2 separate regions of the Mus musculus genome follow, and region 1 is linked to region 2. The links are chromatin contacts, called in public Hi-C maps. All regions are on one chromosome and are shown on one strand. The core of a region is the stretch at or near the end of the contact, and the rest is flanking DNA. Distances in the headings are between cores, read along the strand shown.

Evidence for each region. Hi-C and Micro-C count contacts between places; a contact is called where the count stands out from the background.
Region 1: a contact with region 2 is called in a Hi-C map of cerebral cortex, with 2.0 times the contacts expected there. The contact joins two enhancer-like sites. A contact is called at or near these places in 2 of 484 Hi-C or Micro-C datasets (adipose-derived mesenchymal stem cells and cerebral cortex) and 1 of 9 other capture datasets (embryonic stem cells).

The regions. Positions count from the first base shown.
Region 1 is chr2:44,336,549-44,343,328 of GRCm38.p6, reverse strand. The region is part of intron 13 of Arhgap15 (Rho GTPase activating protein 15); the gene reads right to left. Among named protein-coding and RNA genes, the nearest start is that of Gm52508, 11 kb to the right of the region's middle. Within about 2 kb of position 2,203, at least 29 of the 459 cell types and tissues checked have an H3K27ac peak or open chromatin away from gene starts, as enhancers often do. A contact at or near this core is called in cerebral cortex, where this site is marked.
Region 2 is chr2:44,103,532-44,110,250 of GRCm38.p6, reverse strand. The region is part of intron 8 of Arhgap15 (Rho GTPase activating protein 15); the gene reads right to left. Among named protein-coding and RNA genes, the nearest start is that of Arhgap15os, 42 kb to the right of the region's middle. Within about 2 kb of position 5,445, at least 94 of the 459 cell types and tissues checked have an H3K27ac peak or open chromatin away from gene starts, as enhancers often do. A contact at or near this core is called in cerebral cortex, where this site is marked.

The sequences.
Region 1 (6,780 bases), core at 954-3,453, 240 kb before region 2:
TACTGTACGTGGAGAACTTCCTTCCTTCCAGGCTAGAAGGTGTGAGAAGGGTTATACTGATGCTTATTCCCCTAAACCTTGGACGACATCACCATTTCTTACTGATGGAGTATAACTGAACAATTTAATAACACTGCAGATTTAGAAACAGGAATTTAGTTCTGGGCTCAAATAAGCACACATTTGGCACAGAGCACATCACGAACCTGGAGAAGCACATCCCCTATGCACACACAGGTCCCCTATGTGTACTTGACAAAGCCCTCTAACTTCCTGTGTCTCAGACTACAGCTGTAAGTGGGTTAGGGCAGTAAAATGATAAATTGGGGCTGCTAAGTATGGCTCAATCTATCAGACCATGTCTTTACCTGAGCACACAGTGAGATGATAGGGACACACAGGCACAAAAGACAGACAGTGAGATCACCAGGAAGCTACAGAAATATTCTCTGTAAGCCATGGAGAGTGGCCACAGAAGAAAGTCTGTTGTAAGCTCTACTGCCTGTGGTGTCTGGCATGGCAGGCCTGTGGGATACCGTCTATTTGGATCTTAAACTCAACACTGAACCCAAGACTCTACTGTAGAACACAATAAATTCTTTTCATTCTGTGTGATCTGAGTGCTTTCTCAACTATGCTCATAACGTTAATTATAAAGTGAATATAACCTGTATCAAATTATGAATACGTTAACATATTGAATGGAGACAAGAAAAATAAGCACCAGATTCAGACTACATAGGCACGTGAAGGTAGAGTAAAAAAATCTGGTTTCCTTGACCACATTGTCATAATATGCATACATAACAGTTTATTGAATCCAGGCTGTGTAGACAAGCAGAAGAGGTCTGGCTCCATACTGTCACAAGGCATGCCCACAACAAAGACGCAGGGAGAACAGTCCCTTTCATTCGATCTCGCCACGTATTACCAACATGAGAGTTGAAAATCTTATGTCTGTCTGAAGTTTATCTATGTATCCATGCATAAGTTATTAACTGGGCTCCCTGGGCTCTGCTGATGAAAATATTAATATATTCAAATCTCATTCCGGCTACTGCAAAACACGGTGCATCAGATAAATGCATTAATATCATCCTTAGACAAAAGACTCCAGTATTATTTTTTTTAAAGTTTTCTCTTGTTCCTTGGACTCCTGCTGAAATCTTGGTGATATATAGCCTAATAAGGTAAAATGGCCATCAGGTGCCGAAGTACTGGGTTGACTGCATCTATAAAACTCTGTTTATTGTACTTGAAATACAACACTCTTTTATGTGAATTATGTGCCGGGTACTGTTCGGAGCGTTCAAGGCAGAAATGTTTTCTCTCGAGTTTCTTAGACATTTTACCTGGTGGGAATGAGCTGGCCTGCGTCCGGATGTCATCCAGTGGCAGACCTCTGTCCTGCAAACAACCTCACCTGCATGAGTAGCCTCTTCAGGCACAGTGAAGCCTCCATAGAATTGGGAATCAGAGCTTTGCTGAACCAAGTGGGATGGCTGGAGGAGTTCAGTGGTGAGAGGGCCGAGACTTGGTACTTAGCCCTTAAGATCACCGTTCTACACTTTTAGAGGCAACTTGGATATTTATAATGACCAGCTTCTACCCTATGCAGCTTTGCCTTTTTGCTATTGGCTGAGTTTAAGGTCTTTTTATCAATGACAACAAGCTAAGTGGGTGGTCTTCTACCTCTTTCTAGCTGTAGGAAGAAAAATAGTGACATAATTTTTCACAGCCTGAAATAATTGTGGAAGTACAGATACTGGTTAGGCTGGCTATGAATTATTAGTGGAAAAGTGGGTCTCAGAAGTACGTTACATGTGAAATATTTTTCGTCACTTGAACATGTGCCGTCCAGAGCTGGCCCTGTTCTAGCCGTCACAGGGAACAAACATTTCACATTCCCAGATGCTCCCAATTTGGTGCGGTTTGGGGTGTAATTTAGATCAAACGTCTCCATGTAAATGAGTCAGGGTTTCTTAATTAGGTGCCTCCAAAGCAAAACCTTGGACCACATCAGTAGGTGTGGGTGTGGTGCCCACAATACTGGAATCTTTCCTGTATCATTCAAATAGAGGCTCCCCCCACCCTTGGTTGTTTTTTTCAGGCAAAGCAATAAATCTGCAGATGGCATAGACAGAGAGACGCGGCTTCAGAGGAGCTGTCTGAAAACACCGCTTCTTTGGCAAATGCCGTAAAGTAGGTCATTCTGCTGTGATTTAGCTTTTTCTTTAGATTTGATTGCCAGCTTTTTGTTCCCATTACAAGTAGGGTGCTTTCCAGTCCACAGACTTGGTCTTACTTTTCCAACGGGTGTTTGTTTACCAGCGTTTTCAGATCTTCATAGAAAATGGCCAATATCCTGTCACAGGGCTAATCATGCACTTGACCACAGAGCGAAATGGATCCTGGTGATAATCTGGAGATGCTGAAATATTAAATGCCTCAAACGCCCAGTCTTCCCACAGCAAAACTGCCTTGATTTATATGGGTAGGTTTGCTGAAATAATTGCCCCATCTTTTATACATGTGGAAAGAAGGGGTGACAGGGTGTAAATGGGAAACTTTCACAGGCTATAGAGTTGTTTGTATAGATATTCAGGTTATATGCTTCTGTACTTGTCATTGTTTGTGTTTTTTATAGGGGGGAAAATCACCGGGTCCCATTTCCCTATCAAGGCTTTGGGATTTACATGCAGAGCTCCCTGTGGCATTAATGAGTTACCTGCATAAATTCCCTGGCAATCGATGGCCACATAGACCTTGTTTGGGTCCTATTAATTATTCTTCACAGAACCTTGACACCGACATTAAATGAAGCCTTAAAAAATCCTGATGAAGGTCTTAAGGTATCTTTTACTGTTCAGATATTAGCATTGCAAACCCATGTCTAGAGCATTACTCATTTCGTGGTACCATAGGGAGGGAGGGGTTGAGATGAGTTGCCAAGAGCACAAGGCACACAGAGAGAATGTTCTGCCTTTAACCCTTCAGTGCTCGAGGTCTAGTTTTGCTAGAACCAAGTCATGATGCTCAAAGTGTAACAATTAGGAAAATAACAGTTAAAATCCAATTAAATAAATGAAATATGTTGTTTTCTCCAGATTGTTGTTGAATATGGTGTCTTCTCCAAGGCCAAGCTTTGTCTTGGCAAATTGTTGATGTTTTCAGGTGAATTCCAAAATGTCAATTAAAAAAGACACAAAGTGGGTGTTGGAGAGGAGGTACATCTTCTATTCTTGGCTAGGTATGTTGCAAGAGAGGCTTTTAAGCGGGTTTGTAAGGGACAGCCTAAGAAAATGGCTTAGCATAACATATTCGCTCATTTCCAGTAACTTTCCTTCACTTAGATGGAGCATAGAAAGTTCTGATTAAGCAAATGTTCTGGTTAAAAACACTTATCATCATATGCGGATTAGCAGTAATCAAATAGCACAATTAATACTAAAATTACAAGGACACAGAATTAGCATCCTTTGATAATTCACAAGGAACTTTTGCATCTTCAAGCTGTCATTAAGTACTAGAGTTATCTCTGTGGCGAGAGTGTGGTTATTAGATAAATGGATGACTATTAGAAGTTTCTGACTGGTGAAATGGCAGCTAATTGAAATTTGTTTGGATCCTTTTGGGCTAGAGTTATTTATTGAATAATGCTATTGGATGATACTCCTTAAGTCTGGGTAATGCTGCTAACCCTGATTTTGCTGGTTACTTTCTAATCTGCCTGTTTGCTACTTAGTGGATCTTGTTGTGCTTGATTCTAGGTTGAATCATTGAATTCTTTCCTTCTTGGCTGATTCTGAAGTTTCTTGAGGAAGGCATTCACCTTTGTGCTTTGAATAATTTACATTACTGATATATATATCAGTATGGTGAGGCGACTTCCTCATCAAATGGAAAATTTCTAGAACTGCCCATGGGCAATAGTTTGTGATCAATAGCAATTTCTAGAGGCTTCAGTTTTATTATTGGCTTCACCAGTCTGCAGTGTCCAGGTTGGGCACTTTGGCATTGTTTCAGACCCTTCAGTTAGTTCTCAAAAGATCAGAGAAGAAGTGTATTTCAGAGCATCCTTAGGAGATTACCTCATTTTCTTCTTATTTTCAGAGCCAATACCGGAAACAAAGGCTAACCTAGGTAACAGATGGGTTTCCAGCTTTGCTCCAGACTCTTTGGAGCTCCTGTTCCTACATTCTTTTTACAGTAGCTTTGGATCATTTGAGATAATTAAATAATAAATTGGACTTATTTATTTAATTTTATAAGATTTATTTATTTTACATATACATACAAGAAGGGTTTTGCCTTCTCGTATGTAGTATGCATGTATGTGTGCCATGTGCATGCCTGCTTCCCAGAGAAGTCAGAAGAAGGTGTCAGATTCCCCTGGAATCAGAGTTTCATCTGTCTGTGAGCTGCTACGCAGGTTTTGGGAATTGAACTTGGGCCTTTGCAAGAGCAGCAAATGCTCTTAGCCACTGAGCCATTTCTCTACCTCCATAGCTTATCTTCTTTAACTGCTCAGTAACCTGTATTGCTTCTTCCCGGCAAGAGGCACCAGATTCCAACTTTCCTGAGCTCCATCCTCATCCCCAGTCACTCTTAGCACCGGAAGTGCTGCTTCTGTGTCCTCCTCCATAGCACACAGTGCTCTTAGCCACAGCTGGGCTTTCGCTAGTTGAGTCATCAACAGCAAGTTCTACTTAGCAGTAATTATCGTGTCGCTTTTCTTAAACCTTTACACCGTTAGATTGGTAGCTAGGCAAAAGTGTATCCCTTGGTTTCCAATTTGTTGCTTCTGTATCTTCTCAGCTCTCTTTACCTGGTGATGAACCACAAAATAGATGCTCCATAACACAGATTCATTGAGAATATTGCATTCTTCTGGTATAGGCACCTATCACTCTAGCTTTAGATAGTTGATATTCTAAATGATTTATGTATAACATCCTTTATCGTATATATAATTGACAAGTGGTAGCCCTTTGTAGCTATAAGGCTAAAGCATATGTGAGGATATATGTGTATTTAAAATTGACTTTTCCTAGTTTACAGCAGTTTGCAGTATGTCTAAATGGAGTGAACCATGTTCCCCCCTTTCATGTATCTGGTTTCTTCTCAAATATCAGTAGCTTCTATCATTAAGAAGTCACAAAATATGCAGATATTACTTCAAAAACCACTTAGGAAATAACTAAAGAACATAATTGTCAATCCCATCAACAATTAGGATCCTTAATAGTGCATCTATGCTTTGTCATAAAAGCCTCTTAGGCTGTGTTTGCCTTCAATAAGCTTTAAAAAATGGCCTGTTCACTTATTGTTACTTAGCAACTCTGGCATCTTTCCCCTTCCTTAACTGACCATGGGTTCATCAAGCTTTGAGGAGCTGTAATCCTGTATCCTGTCTTCCTTTGCTTCATTTTGAAAGCCCAATGATGCTGGTCCTTAGGTATCATAACAGGCCTATTACTGGCTCCCCTTGCTGGTATACCAATGCCCGAGGAACACGAACATTGTTGTGGTCAGGTAGGTGTCTCTCACTCGAGAGACATATTCAAGTCTATCCTTCCCTTTCCTCACTATCAAACCATTGTGGAGTGGAGTTTCAATCACATTTTCAATTTGGATCTTCTAAGTTTTTGCTTTACTCAGTTCCTAGGACAAATGAAGCAAACTGTATAACTCTGGGTGTCATACTGTATGTACTATAGAGTCACATTCTCCTTGCCGGTCTCTCCTTTGTCTACGGAGAATTTCTTCTCTTTCCTGCAGAACTTGGTTTCTGAAAGTTTTGTCCCCAATCTAGCAACACTTTCCCCTAGAAAGCTACTTGTGTTGATTCTCAGGGCCCGTGCTAGACCCGCTGAATCACAATCCATAGTTTTCAAATCAAATCCTGCAGCTGGCTTATTTTATAACAACTTACTTTAAAGATGCTCGTGGCAGAAGTTCTGGCCACAGGAGCCTTCTGGTTTCCACTTAGCATCTTTGACATGTTGTCTATCCTCAACCATCTCATTCCACTCTGTCTGCTCTCCACTCTAGTCCTTCAAAGCCTGTTTGCTGAGTCTTGTGGGTTAGTTACAGGGCACTGCAGCTGAGCCAGTAGAGGGCACTGTTCTAGCCAATTAGTCATCACCATTAAGTTCATCTGATAGATCCTGGGCTGAGAGGTGACCTCTCTGGACAGGATGCAGGATGGTGGGCCCTCACCACTTGTGGTCATTAAGGTTCCTGTGGTGCCCTTTGTGAAAGGAGAGATTGTTAACCTCGGTGTCCTGGCTGACTTCCAATCTGTGTAATTGCATACAGCCTACCTAAGTCAGCTCTGTAGTTTCAATTAGGTAAAGCATTGTTCATTTCTTGTATTAAACTGATGCGCTGTGTGGCTGCAGACTGCTAATTAGCTTTGTTTTTCAAGTGGCAGAGTGATGAACAGGACGCCCCCCTCTGGGCATCTCCTTCCCCGTTCAGCTTTCTCCAGTGCCCTCTACAAGAGCATGCATCTTCTGCACTAGTGCTTCCTGGGTTAAAGTGCATCGGGATCAGAAATTGCTAGATGTGACAATGATATCTGCTGTAGTTTCTTTTGGCAGCCATCTGCATCTGCTCATAGTTTATCATAGGGTGAGAATTCCTATGCAAAAAGAAAAGAATACGCTAAAGAGTGAAGGAAATAGACCTTATTGATGCCTATAGGAAGAAGGGCAACTGAAGGATAAATTCCCTTGAAGATTTGGGCCAAGATCCTACGATTGCCAGGGAAGTATG
Region 2 (6,719 bases), core at 4,196-6,695:
CCCCCCACTGCTAAAAATCTCAGCTAGAGTAACCCTCATAGACTTACTAGAGCCCTCCCAGTACCAGGTGAGTATATACACATTTCCTTTTGGGGCCAGTTTACCTCAGTCAGGATGATATTTTCTAGGTCTGTTCACCTGTCTGCCAATTTCCTTGTTTTGTTTTGTTTTTTTTTAAATAGATGCCCTTGTTTTTAATAGATAAGTAATGCTCCATTGTATAAATGAATCACATCTTCTTTAGCCATTGTTTAGTTGAGGAACATCAGAGTGTTTCCAGTTTCTGGCTATTACAAATAAGGCTGCTATGAACTTAATGAAGCAAGTGTCCTTGTGGTATGGTAGAGAATCTTTTGAGTTTACGCCTAGAAGTGATCTAGCTGGACTTTGAGGTAGAACTATTCCCAATTCTCGGAGAGACTGCCAAATTGATTTCCAGAGTAGTTGTTTAGTGTGCGCTCTTACCAGCAATGGAGGAGTATTCCCTTTGTATGCACCACATCCTCACCATCATGAGCTGTCATCAAGTATGAAATCTGAGCCAGAACAGAAACACACACACACACACACACACACACACACACACACACACACACACATGCATGCATGCATGCAATCATGCATGCACCATCACCATCATCACCACTACCCTCATGTATCACAAACATGGTGTGAGAAATGTCTTCAAAATAATAATCAGATGACATACTTTATGTGTGTATTTGAATTACACAAAAATTACGGGGCTGACGAGTATGCTTTGTGGGTAAGCAGCTTACCATAGAAACATTAAGACATGGTTTTGTAAAGTTTGGAGCTGAGACAAAAGGATGGACCATATAGAGACTGCCATATCCAGGGATCCATCCCATAATTAGCCTCCAAGCGATGACACCATTGCATACACTAGCAAGTGTTTGTTGCAAGGACCGTGATATAGATGTCTCTCGTGAGACTAGGCCGGGGCCTAGCAAACACAGAAGTGGATGCTCACAGTCAACTATTGGATGGATCACAGGACCCCCAATGGAGGAGCTAGAGAGAGTATCCAAGGAGCTAAAGAGATCTGCAACCCTGTTGGTGCAACATTATGAACTAACCAGTACCCCAGAGCTCTTGACTCTAGCTGCATATGTATCAAAAGATGGCCTAGTCGGCCATCACTGGAAAGAGAGGCCCATTGGACAGGCAAACTTTATATGCCCCAGTACAGGGGCACGCCAGGGCCAAAAAATGGGAATGGGTGGGTAGGGGAGTGGGGGGGGGGAGGGTATGGGGGACTTTTGGGATAGCATTGGAAATGTAATTGAGGAAAATACGTAATAAAAAAAAAGACATGATTTTGTATCTCTAGTACCACACACTAACAAATATACAAGGTATATCCAAAAGAGAATAAAAGAAAAATGTATAACATGTGGTAGATAATAATGTATATTTATGATACATACATGTATATTTAGATGCAAATATAGGTATAAGAATTGTTTTTCATATATACATACATATATATATGTGGAGATATAGATATGGATATGGATGTAGGTAGAGCATTGAAGCACTTTTTTTACTGTTATTTTTTTATTAGGTAGTTATTTCATTTACATTTCCAATGCTATCCTAAAAGTCCCCCTCCTGTTCCCCCACCACCCACTTCCACTTCTTGGCCCTGGCGTTCCCCTGTACTGAGGCAGATAAAGTTTGCACGGCCAATGGGCCTCTCTTTCCACTGATGACTACTAGGCCTTCTTCTGATATATATGCAGCTAGAGACATGAGCTCTGGGGGTACTGGGTAGTTCATATTGTTGTTCCACCTATAGGGTTGCAGATCCCTTTAGCTCCTTGGTTACTTTCTCTAGCCATTGAAGCACTTTTAACTATCTTAATTTCAAATTTGGTTAGCCATTCTTATTATCCTAATGTATTTATTACTAATAATGACCAATGTTTTTGGAGTACTTGTTATATTTCAAGGAACTTTCTAAGCAAGTTGTGTCATATTTAATCATTATAACCTTCTAGCGTGTTAGGTTGTCTTCTGTTAATTGTCCATTCTTCATTTAAGAATCTGACGTTCTGAGAGTTACATCACATAACACGTGAGGAACACTGCCAGAATACAGGAATGCTTGAGTCATGAATCAGTGCCCTATCTTTTCATTTTCTAGAATGTTACTCGATGTCTAATGACATAAACATGTTAGTATTTCTTTTTTTGCCTTAATTCAGTACTTTCAATATAATGTTTTCAATGTTCCATAGGAATGGTTACAGATCCCAGAGCAGGGTGGTGTTTATTGCTGCAGTCCTTAGAGGGAAGTGGATGGCCTTAGGTGAGATGGCTGACTCGTAGGAGAGCAAAGGAACTGTTGGATGGCTGATCTAGGCACGTGGTGGTGTAATCACTCGGATACTGGAAGCAGCATGTTGCAGAAAGGCTCCACACTCACTGCCCAATCACTTACTATTCTCCCAGCGGCTGTATGGAGCAAGACAATACCGAATACTAAAGAGGAGATGTAGATAGACTGGGACTCCTTTAAAGCAACAGTAGCCAGCAATCTAACCTGATTTCCCAGCTCTGTTCTACATGTTACTCATGGTTTTTCCAAGACTGACATATTTACACACCCAACCAATAATGTTGGGGAACACAACCCCCTCTACAACCTCTCTACTCTTCTCTAACTCTTGACAGGACACCTCATGTTCTCTATGCCCAGTCACAGTGATGTGACTGACTTAAGTCATGAATGCTTTGCAGAAGGAGTATTTGAGTTATGGAAAGCAAATAATGGGAAAGAACATAAGAACTATAACAGTTTCTTCCCAACTATTGACATTCTTTCTTAAAACAACAACAACCACCAAGTGTGACCCTTTCTGTCTCTCTTTTGAATACTGTTACAGCTCAACAGGTCACATTAACATGGGATGTTATTTAAACCATGCAAGAGTTCTTTTGTGTCTCTATTTCTTTGTTAAATGAGGTTAACAATATCCATAATAGACTGCTGTATAAGGGAAATGCCTGGCTATGTTCAAAGTAAAAATCAGAAGGAGAAGGGTATGCTAAGCATTCCATCTATGCTAACAATTGTTACTCTTAAGGTGTGGGTATGTGCCCTAAGCAGTCAGCACTGTGCCCATAATCACTAACTAAGGACAACAGGTGTAAAACTCCCCCTTCTCATCCTGCAGTCAAGCACCGAACATTCTCAGCCTTTCCTGAGCATTCGCTATCTAATATCATTAGAGCTTACTCTTGGCTGCTGCATATTTATGTACACATTTATTTATGTGTATGCACATGTATTTTTATGTACATACATATTTGTTTGTATACATTTAAAAGGAACTGTTCTTTACCACCCATTTAAAGAAAAATCTTGTATGTAACTCCCAGAGTTACCTGTGATTAATATCTGCCAGGTAGACTGTATATTTCAAGACTTCGAGCATGTGTTAAAACGATTGGGTTTTGAAGCGCTATCTGTTAAAGACTTTCTGAACTGTGACAGTGGATATTGACAGTGCTTGTCAGACTAAACCACTATTGATTGGCTCACATCATGTGTATAGCAAAACCAATTTCTTTCAAGTGCTTCTTTCTAACCCAAATACATTATTGCAGCCTTCCTCTCTGTTTATTATAACACCCAAGCTCATCGTGTGGAGCGCATCCAGCAAAAGGGTTTCCCGACAGGCGAGGCAGCAGACACAGCACAGAGAAGGGAAGGGACTTAGCAATCCAAATACCCATGCATTGCAAGTTGCCGTTCGCTTTGGAAATATTGATTCCTTGCCGTCCTTGTTTTCATTTGACAATCCTCGTGAACAGGGAACAATCAGACTAAGAGTGCTTTGCTGTTATTTACTGCCCTGTGGCTCTCATGGTTTCTCCTACTGAAAGAAACTATTCCAAGCATTGTGTATATGTTAAACTTGTGGGAAAGAACGTGTTTATGTTCGGAGGTCTCTGCTCCCCTGCTGATAAACACACATAACCCTAAACACTCAAGTGCGAGAATGTGCATGCGCACATGGGCATACACACACACACACACACACATACACGGGGAGGGGGGAGAGGGAGAGGGAGAGGGAGAGGGAGAGGGGGAGGGGAAGGGGGAGGGGGGAGAGGGAGGGGAAGGGGGAGGGGGGAGAGGGAGGGGAAGGGGGAGGGGGGAGAGGGAGGGGGAGGGGGAGAGGGAGAGGGAGAGGGAGAGGGAGAGGGAGAGGGAGAGGGAGAGGGAGAGGGAGAGGGAGAGGGAGAGGGAGAGGGAGAGGGAGAGGGAGAGGGAGAGGGAGAGGGAGAGGGAGAGGGAGAGGGAGAGGGAGAGGGAGAGGGAGAGGGAGAGGGAGAGGGAGAGCGAGAGGTGTCTATCTTTCCAAACTTTAGGATATTTTCTTCTTCGCTGAGTGAATTAGGCCAACTTTGGGCATGTGCTACATATTGTACAGTTTTGCTGTGAACTTGAATTTGCATTGTGCCTCTTCTCTCAGGAAAGAACATTCCTTGTGGAAACAATACTGTTCTGTAGCAAAACGCAGTTCTCATAATACCCCTGTGAACGGGAACAATTCCACCTTTTTTTTTTTTTTCTTTACTAGAAAATAGAATCATTAAAATATCCCCAAATGACCTATCCTCAACCAGGCTCTGATGGCAGCGAGTATAAAAGGAGTGACTCTAACCCAAAGACCTTTCAGTATTAGGTTTACCAGGTAAGCAATGACTGGGGAAAGCCAAGCTGGCCGTTCCTAAGTTTCTAGGATAATTCTCGGAGTGTTCTCCAAATTGCTGTCCCCGTATGACTTAACTCTGATGATGAAAACACCGTAGACTTTCACTAACCCTGCAAACACTTTAATTAATCTGGTCGGCTGCCGCCAGCTTCCCCCTAGCCAAATGTGCCTAGAGATTACAGAAAACACACACACCCCTAGAAGGCCGACAAATTCTAGTCTAAAATCATCTTTCAAAGCCCCTTCTTGGAAAGCCACAGAGTTTTCGGTCCAGTTTGCACATTCTGGATGGGATTTGGGCTGAGATAAGAATTCTTTATGTCTTGCCTGCAGCTCCAGACCATGTTGCAGGGCAATGGCCACTCTGCCCTGCCTCCTTCACCCTTCCAGGTGGCCTTCTCACCCCCACATTCCCGAGCGCTGAGACCGGCGCCTGGCCTGGGCTTGCACTCTTGGCTGGCTCGGCAGGCCTGTGCAGTGAGTGTAAGCGTGGCAACCTCCCTTGTCTGCTTGGTGATATCAGGGATGGGAAAATGTCACGCCAGACACAGCCTCTCAGAAAGAAGTGTTTGGGGGGACAAAACCCTCTATTATTTGAAGAATTATTTTGACATAAGCGTCAAGCTATTTGCTCCAAAATGTGCGTGCAAAGCACTGTTGCCTACCCCCACAGGAAGTGTATTGAAAACGCATGCGAAGGGTGCGCCGAGCGTATCTGAGGACACAGTGTGTAGTCTACAGCTAAGTGATCAGGGATAGCAGCGTAGTTTGTCCTTACAAATGCTGACAGACAGCTGCAGTTTGCAGCTGGCAGGGAGCTTATGCTCGCTAAACAAAGATCTAGCTGGAGCCCGGTGAATACTTGGCTGTAGCGCAGTAATCATAATTCATAACATACATTTCTAAAGGAGAATTCAAACCCTAAGAAAAAGCTCAGAAAGACTCCTGTCATTTTGTCGCTTGCTGTGGTCCGGATATGTGTTGCTTTCGGGCTATTTTGAAACCCCTCGGGGTCCTATAGAGACCTGGGTCAGCAGGCCTGTCATAAGCTAAACTGCTTTCTGCTTTCCTATCACTCTTTCAGACCTCCTAAGCAAAGTGTTACACCAAATACTCTATTCCTTTCCCCCAAAAGATTCAAATGTAGTAAATTTTCCAATCTCTCTCTCTCTCTCTCTCTCTCTCTCTCCCCTCTCTCTCCAACTTCTCCTCTCTCCCTCTCTCCCACTCTTTTTCTTTCTTTGATTTTTGAAAACATCAGAAAACCTTATTCTTTTGGGCACGTTTCAGATTGCTGTCTCAGAAACATGAAATATTAAATCTGAAAAAAGAAAAAAACCCCGGAAAGAACAAAGTGTAACTGTCCCCAGTTTGGGGGACGAGAAAGACTCAGTTGTGAAGTCACTTGCCCGAGGCAACAAAGGAAGACTTGGAGCAAAGCTGGAATCCAAACTTCTTAACCATCATTTCTGGTTTCTTTGTCAGCACCTCCTTTTGCCTCTTTAATCCCAGATTGACTTTATTAGAAAAATTGTTCTTAAATCCAGAAGAATGTTCAAGGGAGCCTTTTCGGCTGCTTGAGGCGCCCACTGCTGGCCCAGTGCTTCCAGTGACTAGGACTTAACTCCAAATGCAATAATTGCCATCAATTGTTTTATTCTACGTATTCACAATTGGAGAGTTTTGAATATAATATGGAAATATATTGAAATTTATATGCATAATTATGCATAATAATATGAAAAATACATGCCCAAGGGGGGAAATTACAGTAGCCTTCCTTTGACATGCAACAATGCTAAGTGTTTGGCTGTGATTCTTTTCTCTAAGTTTTTGGTAACCTGAAATCTGCAATAGATTATTCTTATTATTTGGGGTTTTCAGCCTTCCCTTTCCCTGGGGGACAGAGAGCTGTGTTGCCGAATGCCAGGACACCCCTCCAGATGCAGATGTCACCGAGAAGGGCTC